Regions from separate parts of the Mus musculus genome. Here region 2 is linked to region 1. A link is a contact called in public Hi-C data. All regions are on one chromosome and are shown on one strand. Each heading gives the region's core, a stretch centred on a gene start, on an enhancer-like site or on the middle of the called end of the contact. The rest is flanking DNA. Distances are from core to core; before and after follow the strand shown.

Region 1 (5,402 bases), core at 1,544-4,043:
AGGGGGGATGGTGTGTTTGGGCTCACTGTTTGAAGGTATAATCCATCACAACAGAGAAGACCCAGACACAGGAGTGGGAGGCAGCCAATCAGGTTGCACCCACAGTCATGGGGCAGAGAGGGAATAATTCTGGTAGTGAGATAAGATTCAGATAAAACAGGAAGTATGTGATCTGCTGTCCATGCGTGATAAGTAAGTCTACTGAGGGTATCCACGGGCCCAAAATGTATCATCACTTTTTAGAGACAAATGCCACTAGGTATCCTTGTGACAAGAGTCTTTCTTTTCACATACTAGGACCCACCCCTCCTGTTACACAGAAGAAGCCTGGATAGGTTGGCACCACCTGTGTCCACTTCTCCCTCTGAGTAGCCAGGCTCCTCATACACCAGGCTGGACTGGAGGGAGGGAAGCTTAATGGGGCTCGGGTGAGTGAAGAACACATCTGGGAGCAGGCTTTGGAGAACCCGTTCCTTTATGGGGGGTGGGGAGAAAGGGGTATTTATATCCCTGGGGAGGTGGACAGGGTCTCTGGGACAGGGTTTGTGTGGCAGACATGTTGGAAGATGAGACATCTACATACTCGGGGCGGTAAGGTCTGGGGGAATCAAACAATGAGGGAAGCCTTATAACAGTCAGGGTAATAAAGTCCTGCTAGGGATGAAGGTTCTAGGGATGACAGTTGGCTTTATAGCATCAGGTTGGGAGGAGGTAGGTAGCAAATTCCTGCCGTCCTCATGTTTGAGGTATCTGGGGTTGAAGCTCCATGGACCCTTCGGTGACCCTGGGCCATTACAATCCCAGAAGTTTGGATTGGGGATTAGCTGACATTACAGGATCCCATGATTTACAGAACAGAGGGAGCCATCACGAGAACACAGGAGCCCACTTACGAGGATTCAGGAACCCAACACCAAAGGTACAGGTACTGAAGAACTGAACATGGGGACCAAGAAAGAGGGAACACAGAGACCCAGGACAGAACACAGAAATCAGTAAACCTTGAAATGTAAAGATGTTCCTGGAAACCCTTTCCCCACAGTTAGATTGTAAAGCCAGGAAAAGCTGAGCCCTCTTTGTGGGGAAGCATTTCCTCTGGCTTCTCCCTTTGTCACCTACAGAGTACTCAGTGCCACCCACCTCTTAGCCAATGATTGGTCTCACCCGATGGGCTGTAATCTCATTCTGTCCACTCTACAGATATAGACTGTCACTGCTCAGATCTTGGTCTGCAGGGGGCCCCATTAGCAGATAGGCCTGGAGGGAGCTATTTTTGTTTCTATCCTTGTGTTTAGCCTCTTGTAATTCCTTGAATTTGCTTTATTGTTGTTGTTGTTGTGGTGGTGGTGGTGGTTTTACTTACATAGAATGATACACAAAGACCAACTTCCAAGAGGTGTACATGATGCCTAGAATATATCCAAAGAGCTTCTCTTTTCCTGGGTGGACCTCAGTGGTAGGCCAGAGCCTGTGGTTCACCCAGCAAATAGGGTGGGCAGGCACAAAGGAGGGCTCTAGCTCCACTCAGAGGTCCGCAAGCCAGGCAAGCTCATCCCTGACACAGAATAAAGATCCATCCGGGATAGGCTTGGAGTGGCCCTCGGGGCAGCAGATCTGCCATGAAAAATGGCTCTACCCCACAGACCTCTGGTATGAAGTCCCCACAAAACCATGGGACTCCTTAGGGCCTCTAGTAAATGGCATACACAGACCCATCAGACCATTTATGTATGGTCAGGGTAGGTGACTGGAAACAGAAGATGAAGCAGAAGAGGGCTCAACATCCCTGAGATCAGACATGGCTTCAGAGCAGGAATGATCAGGGAGGGGCCCACAGCATCCAAGAAGCCTGGGTAGGAATGGTAGTAGGAGGGTCAAGCTATGGAGGCTAGGGTGCCAGGCAGGCAAGTGTCCTGAGGCTGGGCCTCCCCTCTTCAAGGTAGTAGAAGTATTCAAGGTACTAGCGAGCATCCATGTAGGAGCAGAACACAAGAGCTGGACCACTCTGAACCACTTCCTTTCTGTCCCAAAGTCTCCCCAAGTGTATGGGTTGAAGACATTTAGAGAATTCTACTCTCTCCCAACAGTATGAACCAGGATGTGAAGCGGGGGAAGGGCCTCCTTGCAACCAACAGTTGTCCTCAAAGCAGTTCTCATCTCTTCTGTCCTCTATCCACAGCCCCTGCTGGCCCCACAGCGACACTGGCTCTGTGGAATCAGAACAATCCAGGGCCCCAGCTTTTAGAATTCTCAGGGCTGGATCAGGCCTTGGCGGGGGGGATAAGGGGGAAATCAGCCCTGCAGTAGAAGGATTCCTTATGTCTAAGTCCTTGGTGAGTTTTTATTGAGAGGAGGCCCACAGACTCCCTCTGGGGAACAGGCCCTACAGGAAGGGAGGCCATGAAAATAGCTGCTGACTGCCATGGTGAGCCGACCTTGCAGGGTGCAGGAGGACCCACAGTCCAGGTCACTCCAGCCCAGCTCCGGGCCTTTCTGAGTGGGGCGGGGAGGGAGGCTTGGGAGGGGAGGAAGTTTGTCAGAATGATGATGGCCAGAGCGCAATATCCACTCAGACTGTGATCAAAGGGCGGCCTCTCCCACTTTTGAACAATTCTAAACACTTTGTAAGAATGTGAACCCCACCCCCAGCCTCAGCCATGTAGGCCAAAGGTGAGGCTAATGAGAGGCAACTTTTGGAAAGTCTTTTGTGGGATGTGGGGCATCATGGGAAGGAGGCCCTGGCCCACTGAGCAGTGTTTAGGAACCTGTGCCAGCTAAAAGCTGACTCAGACCTTATCCAGGATGATATCACTAAACGTGAGCCACAAACCACAGGCCTTTATACAGGCCACCATCTGTCCACCCTCCCTCAAGTCCAACTTTCTATGTTGTTCTGGAAAAATCCTAGTATCCAAAGGTCACCTCTATTATGAGGATTAGGCGTCCCTTGAGGTCCACAGGCCCCAGAACATTAGAATCCAAGAGAGTCAGAGTCCATCCGGTGTGTGACTGAGCATCCCTACTCTGCAGAGCAAACAACAAACCCCAGCAAGACACTTCCATTGTCTGTCCAGAAGGACAGGACACACTGCCTCCCCTACCAGCTCCAACAGCATCTGTACAATCAAACCAGCTTCATGCAGCTGCTACCCGACTCACTGGAGATACAAAAAAAAAAAAAAAAAAAGAAAAAAAATGTGTCTGTGTCTCAGCTCCAGACCAACCCCCACCATCTCCTTGCTCTCCTCAGGGCAGCAGGCTGATTTAAGTCCCACTCAGCCCTAAGATAGCATCATCTACCATGCTCATGGGTAACCCAGGTTAGCACCAGCACAGCCACTGGAAGACACTGTCAACACACCATAAGAACCTACCGAGTCCTTCAGCAATGGGCACTCCTGCATGGAAAGGGAGGTGTAGGAGACCAGGCTCCATCCCCAGTCCCCATACCCAAGATTCTAGCAATGAAAACAACGTTCGGGAATATACACATAGGTTTGGGTATGCTTGTGTAAGGAGTTGGACAAATGAGAGTGTGGTGTAGGGTGTGTGTATGTGGGTTATACAAGATGTGTGATATATGTAATGTGATATAGAATGAATGTGTGTGTCATATAGGGTATGTAGTACACATACAGTATGTGTGGAATGGTATGTGTGTGGTATATATGGCATGTGAAATTGGTGTGTGTGGTATGAGTAAGTCAGTATGTTATATGGTATATGTAATATGGGTGAATATATATGCTACATGATGTTTATATTCACTGGTGTGTGGTATATGATATATGTGATATATGGTATGAGAATATGGTAATTTCAGAAGCAAATGTGATATATGTTGGGGAATGGGGGTTGTGGGGTTGTTTATGCTATTTATGGTATATAAGTGAGGAGTGATCATTATATGTAGCTGTAGGATATTCAGAGCATATAGTATGTGGTGTGTGGGCTATGTTTTGTATTTAGTACATATGGTATATATTGTTATAGTAAATGTTATGTGTGATGTAGGAGTGAGTAACCTTGGTGGGTATAGTGTGGTATAGTAATTGTGATAAATCCCACATGTGTATGTACAGTGTGTGTGTGTGTATGTGTGTGTGTGTGAGAGAGAGAGAGAGAGAGAGAGAAAGAGAGAGAGAGATTGGTGTGGCTTATGGTGTGTATATACAGGGCATGCAAAGTGTATGTAAGGGAAACTGTCAAGAGTATGGAGAACATTGTGTATATGGCACATATGATATGGATTGGGGAGGATATGGGACTTGATGAATGTTTGTAGTGTGCATGATTGTGGGGGTAGAGTGTAGAGGGTATGGGGTATATGGATTAGAGGGCTATGATGTATACATGCTAAATATGAAATATAAATACATATATACATATACATATGTACATATGTGCATGTCTATGTAAATATACATATACATGCACATATGTACATATGTGTGTATGTATACACATAAATGTATGTATGCATGTGTATACACACACATACACTCCCTGGGGAGCAAAGGGTCCATTTGGCTTCCATGTCTGGATCACAGTCCTTCATTAGGGGAACCAAGACAGGAACTCAGGGCAGACACTGAAGCAGAAGCCATAGAGGAACACCCTTTACTGACCTGCCTTCTACAGCCTGCTCAGCTTGCTTTCTAATATAGCCCAAGGCTACACTGGGCTGAGCCAAGTGCTACCATGGATTTGCCTACAGCATGATAACTAAGTGAGACCCTGAGCCTAATAAAGAGGGTTGGTGGTGTAGCTTACTGGTAGAGAGCTGACCTGGCATACATGAACCAAAGCCATGTTCTTAATAAAAAAATAAACCGGGGAAGCATGTGTGGTCTCCCCAGTATAGGGTAAAGTGGGTAGCAGAAGGAACTCTCTCAGGGTGGGGTCAGTGCTCAGTGAGAGGTGGCAGTCCAGGCTTCCCTAACAACATACCCTCACACTCAGCAAATGGTGCAATGTGAATCTATTCTCTCACAGCTCTGGGGGCTGGAAGTGCAAGACCATCATGCCATGCGGCCAGCCACCTGTGAGAGCAATCATCTGGCTTCAGCGGTTGACTCCCATTCTGCCCTCACCCAGCTTCTCCGCTGGTGTCTCTTCCTTTTCTTACGTCACCAGCCCGGTGGATCAGGGTCCACCCTAATGATCTCACTTAGCTTCCTCAACTCCCTCGGGGCCCATCTCCAAATCCAGACACACTGACGGACAGCACTTCCAAGATTTCAACGAACAGGGTTCAGTCCACAGCAACAGGGAGTCTGAGGAGAGAGAGAGAGAGAGAGCCATGCCAACATTTCTATTTACAAGACAGAGACACAAAGCTCTGAGAAGCAAGGAAGCCCTGGGCTGTTGGAAACAGGAAGGGGGGACACATTATCATCCCT
Region 2 (5,396 bases), core at 2,863-5,362, 110 kb before region 1:
TATAGGCATGCATGTGTCACCGGGAGAGGTGGTGCGTGTGCGTGCAGTTGTCCTTGGAGACAGAAGAGGATGTGGGGTCCTTAGCAACTGGAGGTACAGATGCTTGAGAGTTGTCATAGAGTCAGTGCTGGGATCCAAGCTCTGGTCCTCTCAGGAGTATCATGTACACATAACAACTGCCCAGATATCTCCAGCCCGCCTTGGTTACCTCTGAGCAATCTTCTGAGACAATGGCTCTCAACCTGTGGCACACGACCCTCTTTGGAGGATCACATATCAGATATCCTGCATCTCTGACATTTACATTACCATTCCTAAGAGCAGCAAAATTACAGTCATGAAGTAGCAACAAAATAATTTTACGGTTGAGGGTCAACACAACAGAAGAGCTAACGTACTAAAATGTCTCAGAGTAAGGAAGGTAGAGAACCACCATTCTAAGAGAACGTAACATTGTGATGCCCCCGTAACAGACCCTTGAAAAGTTAAGTCAAATGCCACCCACAAAGCATTCACCATCCCACCTGGAAACTCTAGTATCTTTAAGTGAGCCGCTCTCCCAGGAGCATGGGCTGCCTTGTGGATGGATACCTGTCTATCAAACACTGGATAAAGGTTACTTCTCCCCACCCCAGAACCTTGTTCCCCTCTTCGCTGACATCTCTTCTGTATTGCTTCTTCCTTATGCAGTCGGCGTTCTCTCGGGCTTGCCCTCCGCTCGCTGTGGGAGCTTCCAAAAGGATTCATTTTGCCTTTCAGAGAGTACGGTTCAGCATGTGCTCCATCTTCAAAGGCACTCACCCTCCAGGCCAGCCCCGCTTCTACCTCCGCTGCCTCTAGCCTGCCCTCTCCGTCTCTGTTGCTTGTCTTTCTTGCATCTCTGATCTCATTCAAACTGTTCTTGGTTTTTGAGATTATAAAGCAAAACCCTGTTTAGCAGTGTCCTCTGCAGGACAAGTGTCCCGCTGTCAATCACATCCTGGTACCCAGGCCTGCTGCAACACAGGGCCACTCGGCTCCTACATCCTGACTCCCGCCTTACATCAAGACACTCAGCCACTCCGGACCCTCCTCACTGGCCCAGTTGACAAGTGAGTGGCCTGTAGAACAGGAAGTACCCTATTAATAAGACAGTTTCTGTCACCTCTCACCTTGCTTTGTTAAATTATGTTGAATGATACATTATTCGTTTGTTACTATGATGCAACCCCTTAAACTTAATATTCTATTTTTTTAAGTGGTTGAATTTGAATCATAATCTAGAAATTGAAGGGCCTCGTGTTGGTCCTTGCCTAGCTCTGGAAAGAGCCTCACATTAGATGATGTCACTGTGGTACAAGTGACAGTGAAGATGAGTGGGTGACAGGAAGTCAGAGCATGGAGGGCCAAACCTGCTCCCCTTCTGTAACAACCTGCATGAGGGCTAAGCAGGACTCAGAAGAACTCCCATCAGCCCCTCCCAGCACCTCAGGGACCTCCATGTCCCATGGCCTTCTAACAATACTCTGCTGAGAAATAAACTTCTGACACACAAACCCTGGAAACAGGCCACACCCAGACTCCAGCAAACAGCTGTGCCACGCCAGCCCCTCCAGGAAGACCATTTTTAGTTTGTGTCTCTATCACTGTCACGTGGTCCTTTCTGCCATCATCCCCACTTATCGATATGCCATGGAACATCCTGCCTGCATTATCTAATTCCTCATGGGAGACCCATGACACACTCAAACATACGTCACTCTGTGCAATATGTATTTCATAAATACATAAATGCAGATAAAGGAACAAGGCCTGGGCCCAAAGCTGAGATGCCTCTCCCATGAGGGGAGGCAGCTTGTCCAAGTTCACAAAGCCAGAAAAGGCTACATCCAAGGTTTGCAAAGGAGCTCTCTGTCTTCTCCCCATACTTCATTCTTCTGGCTGAAGTCTTGAAGGAATGGAGAGACCTCATCAGGATAGAACTAGAGTCATGGCAGAGGGAATGGAACAGGCAGGGCAAAATGCAAAGAGCACCCACACTCCAGGTCAGTGTCCAGATGGGATTCCCGCACGGCCTGGTGACTACATCCACTTGATTCCAGGCAACAACTGACCCCGCAGTCATTGCAGCGTGGGCTGAACAAAGGTCACAGCAGTAGAGGAAGGGTAGAGACCACTGATGAATAGCCAAGGGCAGCTAGCAGTACCTGACTTCTGATCTGTCAAAGCCCACAGGACATTCTTGTGCATGCTTTGACATTGAAGATCTGTCCCCAGTATTGGGTGGCAGTCTGCATTCTTCTCTAGATGCTGTGAGTTAATAAAATTTCTAATTTTTTTTAAATAAAAGAATAGATAACAAATGAGCTGACAACATTGGCAAGATTCTCTGCTCTCTGGGAGGGAAGGCGTCCGGCCAGCCCACCTCACTTCTGGGGAGGCAACTCTAGTTGGAGGCCACTACTTAGGGACCTGGTGTGGCCTGGAGCCCTGACAAGTGAGGCGCCACTGACCTTAGGTACCGGTAGGAAACCATGAGATGGGAGGACCCTAGAGGCTGTCAATTATCAGGAGATGGGAGGACCCTAGAGGCTGTCAATTATCAAGAGATGGAGGACCCTAGAGGCTGTCTTTGACTGTCGACTATATCATTGACAAGCCAGAAAAGAGAACTAAGGTATGGTGTCTCCCAATTCCTCCCTCTCTCTCCTTCCCCTTCCCTCCACCCCTTTGCCTCCTCTCCCCATTGTCTCTCAGTGAGGACACTGCTGTTACCATTACTAGTAACCTTCACGTAAAACCACTTCTTCCTTGATGAAATTCCAGAAGAGCTATAGATTGGTGATTATATCACTAGGTCCCCCTACTCCCCTTGAATACAACTTCCAGCCCCTGATCAGTTGCCCCTTCTGGATCTCTAGTCTAGTCCTGGCTGAGCCAGGCTGAGCCTTTCCATAGAAACCTGCTTCTCCAAGCCTCTGACTCCCCTGAAACTCCATCTCTCCTCCTACAAGAGCTGCAATGCCAAAGCCACTGGGAGATGGATTAAGGTGGGTGTGGCTTTTCAGGTCCTTCAGTTTGTCTCTACATCTCTGGACCCACAGTAGCCTCCCCCCCATGTCTCTCCTTCCATCTCTGCTGCCACCAATGTCACTTAGCAAGTGTCAGGCAGGGGTGGGAATGGCCGTAGGCCTTAGCAGTCATTTCCTTTGTCATCACCTGGGAGGAACTGCATGTTCCCTGTGGAGAGGAGCCCTCTTGGTGCCTTCTCCACCCAGGAGCCCAAGACACTCACCCACAAGCTCCCTTCCCCTATGATGCCTGTCCTGTGGTTCCAGCCCTGCTCAACCTGGCGCATGTGGAGGTCTCCCCAGCACAGCAGTGCCCAGCTGTAGGCAGCCTCAAATCGCAGGGCTGTAGAGAAGGTGGTCCCTGAGAACACACCTCTGTGAAAATACCTTCCCTTGAGGTTGCTTGCAGGCCTTTAACTCCCAGGTAGAAATAAATTGTTCTAATTCACAGCCTCAGTCCCCCACTGACCTAGGAGGAAGAGACAACTCAAATGGAAAGGCCAAGACCCTCTGGTCCAAAGAGTACGTCAGGAGACTGAAGACCATCCGTTCAACTCCTGACCTACAGGGGAAGTCCCAGGCAGATTCTTTATAATTAATCCTACTTAACTCTTGCAAGGTGATGACAACAGAACTCGGTTTATGATCTCATTTATCACCCTCCCTGTCACTAAAATATGAGATGCAAATGCCCCACCTAAATATTTGAAGAGAAGCCAGTGAGCGAGGATGAATTCCCTGCTTAGCAGCATTGGCTAGAGACCATCGCTACGGGGTGCTCTCTGGGCTGGCCTCCCCTCATGTCATCTGGGGTTTGCTACAGAACAAGAGAGGAAATGGACAAGAATGAGAGTTTTGTCTTGGGACTCTAGCTCTTCCTAAGCTAACACAAAGGCATGTGCATCATTGCTACATGGTAGGAGATGAAAATGATGAGCTCTGCTGGTGTCTTCAAACAAAAATGGCAATTGTTTGCCAGGGGGAGGGGAGCATTTGTGAGCTTTCAAAACTCTGAAAAAGGAGAATAAACATTTCCGTGACTCGTGGATGAGTCACTGTGAATCGCATGCCTGACCTCTGCAAAGTGGGTTCTGGCTGTGGTGTCTCAGACTAGCCCACAGTCCTACCCTGGGCTCTGAGCTAGCTCCTAAGCCAGTTGATCTAGGAATGACAGCAGCAGATACACAGAGAGAAGGAGGTATCTGTGTGTGCAGCCCCATGTTGTGCCTAGCTCTTCTATAAGAAGGTAGAAAACTAGTGCTTTGGGGTGATGCCAGGATTCCTATGGAAAAGACTGTTTGCTGTGATTTCTTTCTCTAGTCACAGAGCTGGACTAACTCAGAATTTGATAGATAAGGGAAAGACCATGGTAACATCAGCCTGGAGCAACCCAGCTTGAAAGCAACTAATGGACAACGTGCACTCAGACTTGTGACTTGGCAGTTACAACTGGTGTCTGTCTTCCTAGTCCCCACTGTCTTCTACTAGAAGAGCCTGTGACTCTATCATAAGGCTTTATCTACAGAGGACACTTGGACTAGGGGAATCAGGGACTCAAGGGTCTTTGGCATGGCCCTCCTGGGGACTAGCAGAAGGTAGTGGATAAATAGCACAGTTGTCTCTGCCTCACTGATTCTAAGGTACATTTTACAGTGGGTCATTAACTCCAGAGGGACTAAACCAAGATGTCCACAGAGGTCATTGGCAACCCTTCTATGAGTTTTCTTCCCATCTCAAGTGGCAATCTCCTGCAGCACTTTCTGGAATAACTATTTGTGTTCAGGTCTTTGTCTCAGGGACTGCATGGTGATTTGAACAAGAACGACCCCTATAAACTCATATATATGAATGTTTAGTCACCAGGGAGTGGAACTATTTGAAAGGATTAGAAGGATTAGGGGGTGTGGCCTTGTTAGAGAAAGTATGTCACTGCTGTTGGGCTTTGAGGCTTCAAAGGCCTGTGTCAGGCCTAGGCTCCCTATGCCTACAAGATCAGGGCTTACTTCTCAGCTACTGCTCCAGCACCATGTCTGCCTGCCTGCTGTCATGCCCCCCACTATGATGGTAATGGACTAACCCTCTGAAACTGTAAGCCAGGCTAGAATGAAATGCTTCCTCTCATAAGGGTGGCCTTAGCCATGGTTTCTCTTCACAGAAATAGAACAGTGACTAAGTCAGTGTGCTATTTGGGAAAACCCACTTGAGAGGAGGCGTTGTGCTTAGCTCAGTGGGTTGAAGGGGGAAAAAAGCCCTGATTCTCCACCTGGAACCTCAAACTCTAAACATAGGGAAGCTGAATTGTGATGGTTTGAAACTGAGGCCAGGATTGACTAAGCACCTTCCAAC

Evidence for each region. Hi-C and Micro-C count contacts between places; a contact is called where the count stands out from the background.
Region 2: a Hi-C map of pancreatic cancer cells shows a contact between it and region 1, with 2.3 times the contacts expected there. The contact joins two enhancer-like sites. A contact is called at or near these places in 6 of 484 Hi-C or Micro-C datasets (the G1E-ER4 cell line, embryonic stem cells, nephron progenitors and 2 more), 2 of 115 datasets of contacts at active chromatin or transcription factors (the NIH/3T3 cell line and pancreatic cancer cells) and 1 of 9 other capture datasets (embryonic stem cells).

What each region holds. Positions count from the first base shown.
Region 1 is chr1:91,575,447-91,580,848 of GRCm38.p6, reverse strand. No RefSeq gene overlaps it. Among named protein-coding and RNA genes, the nearest start is that of Gm28380, 33 kb to the left of the region's middle. Within about 2 kb of position 2,793, at least 25 of the 459 cell types and tissues checked have an H3K27ac peak or open chromatin away from gene starts, as enhancers often do. A contact at or near this core is called in the NIH/3T3 cell line and pancreatic cancer cells, where this site is marked.
Region 2 is chr1:91,691,632-91,697,027 of GRCm38.p6, reverse strand. No RefSeq gene overlaps it. Among named protein-coding and RNA genes, the nearest start is that of Gm28380, 83 kb to the right of the region's middle. Within about 2 kb of position 4,112, at least 38 of the 459 cell types and tissues checked have an H3K27ac peak or open chromatin away from gene starts, as enhancers often do. A contact at or near this core is called in the NIH/3T3 cell line and pancreatic cancer cells, where this site is marked.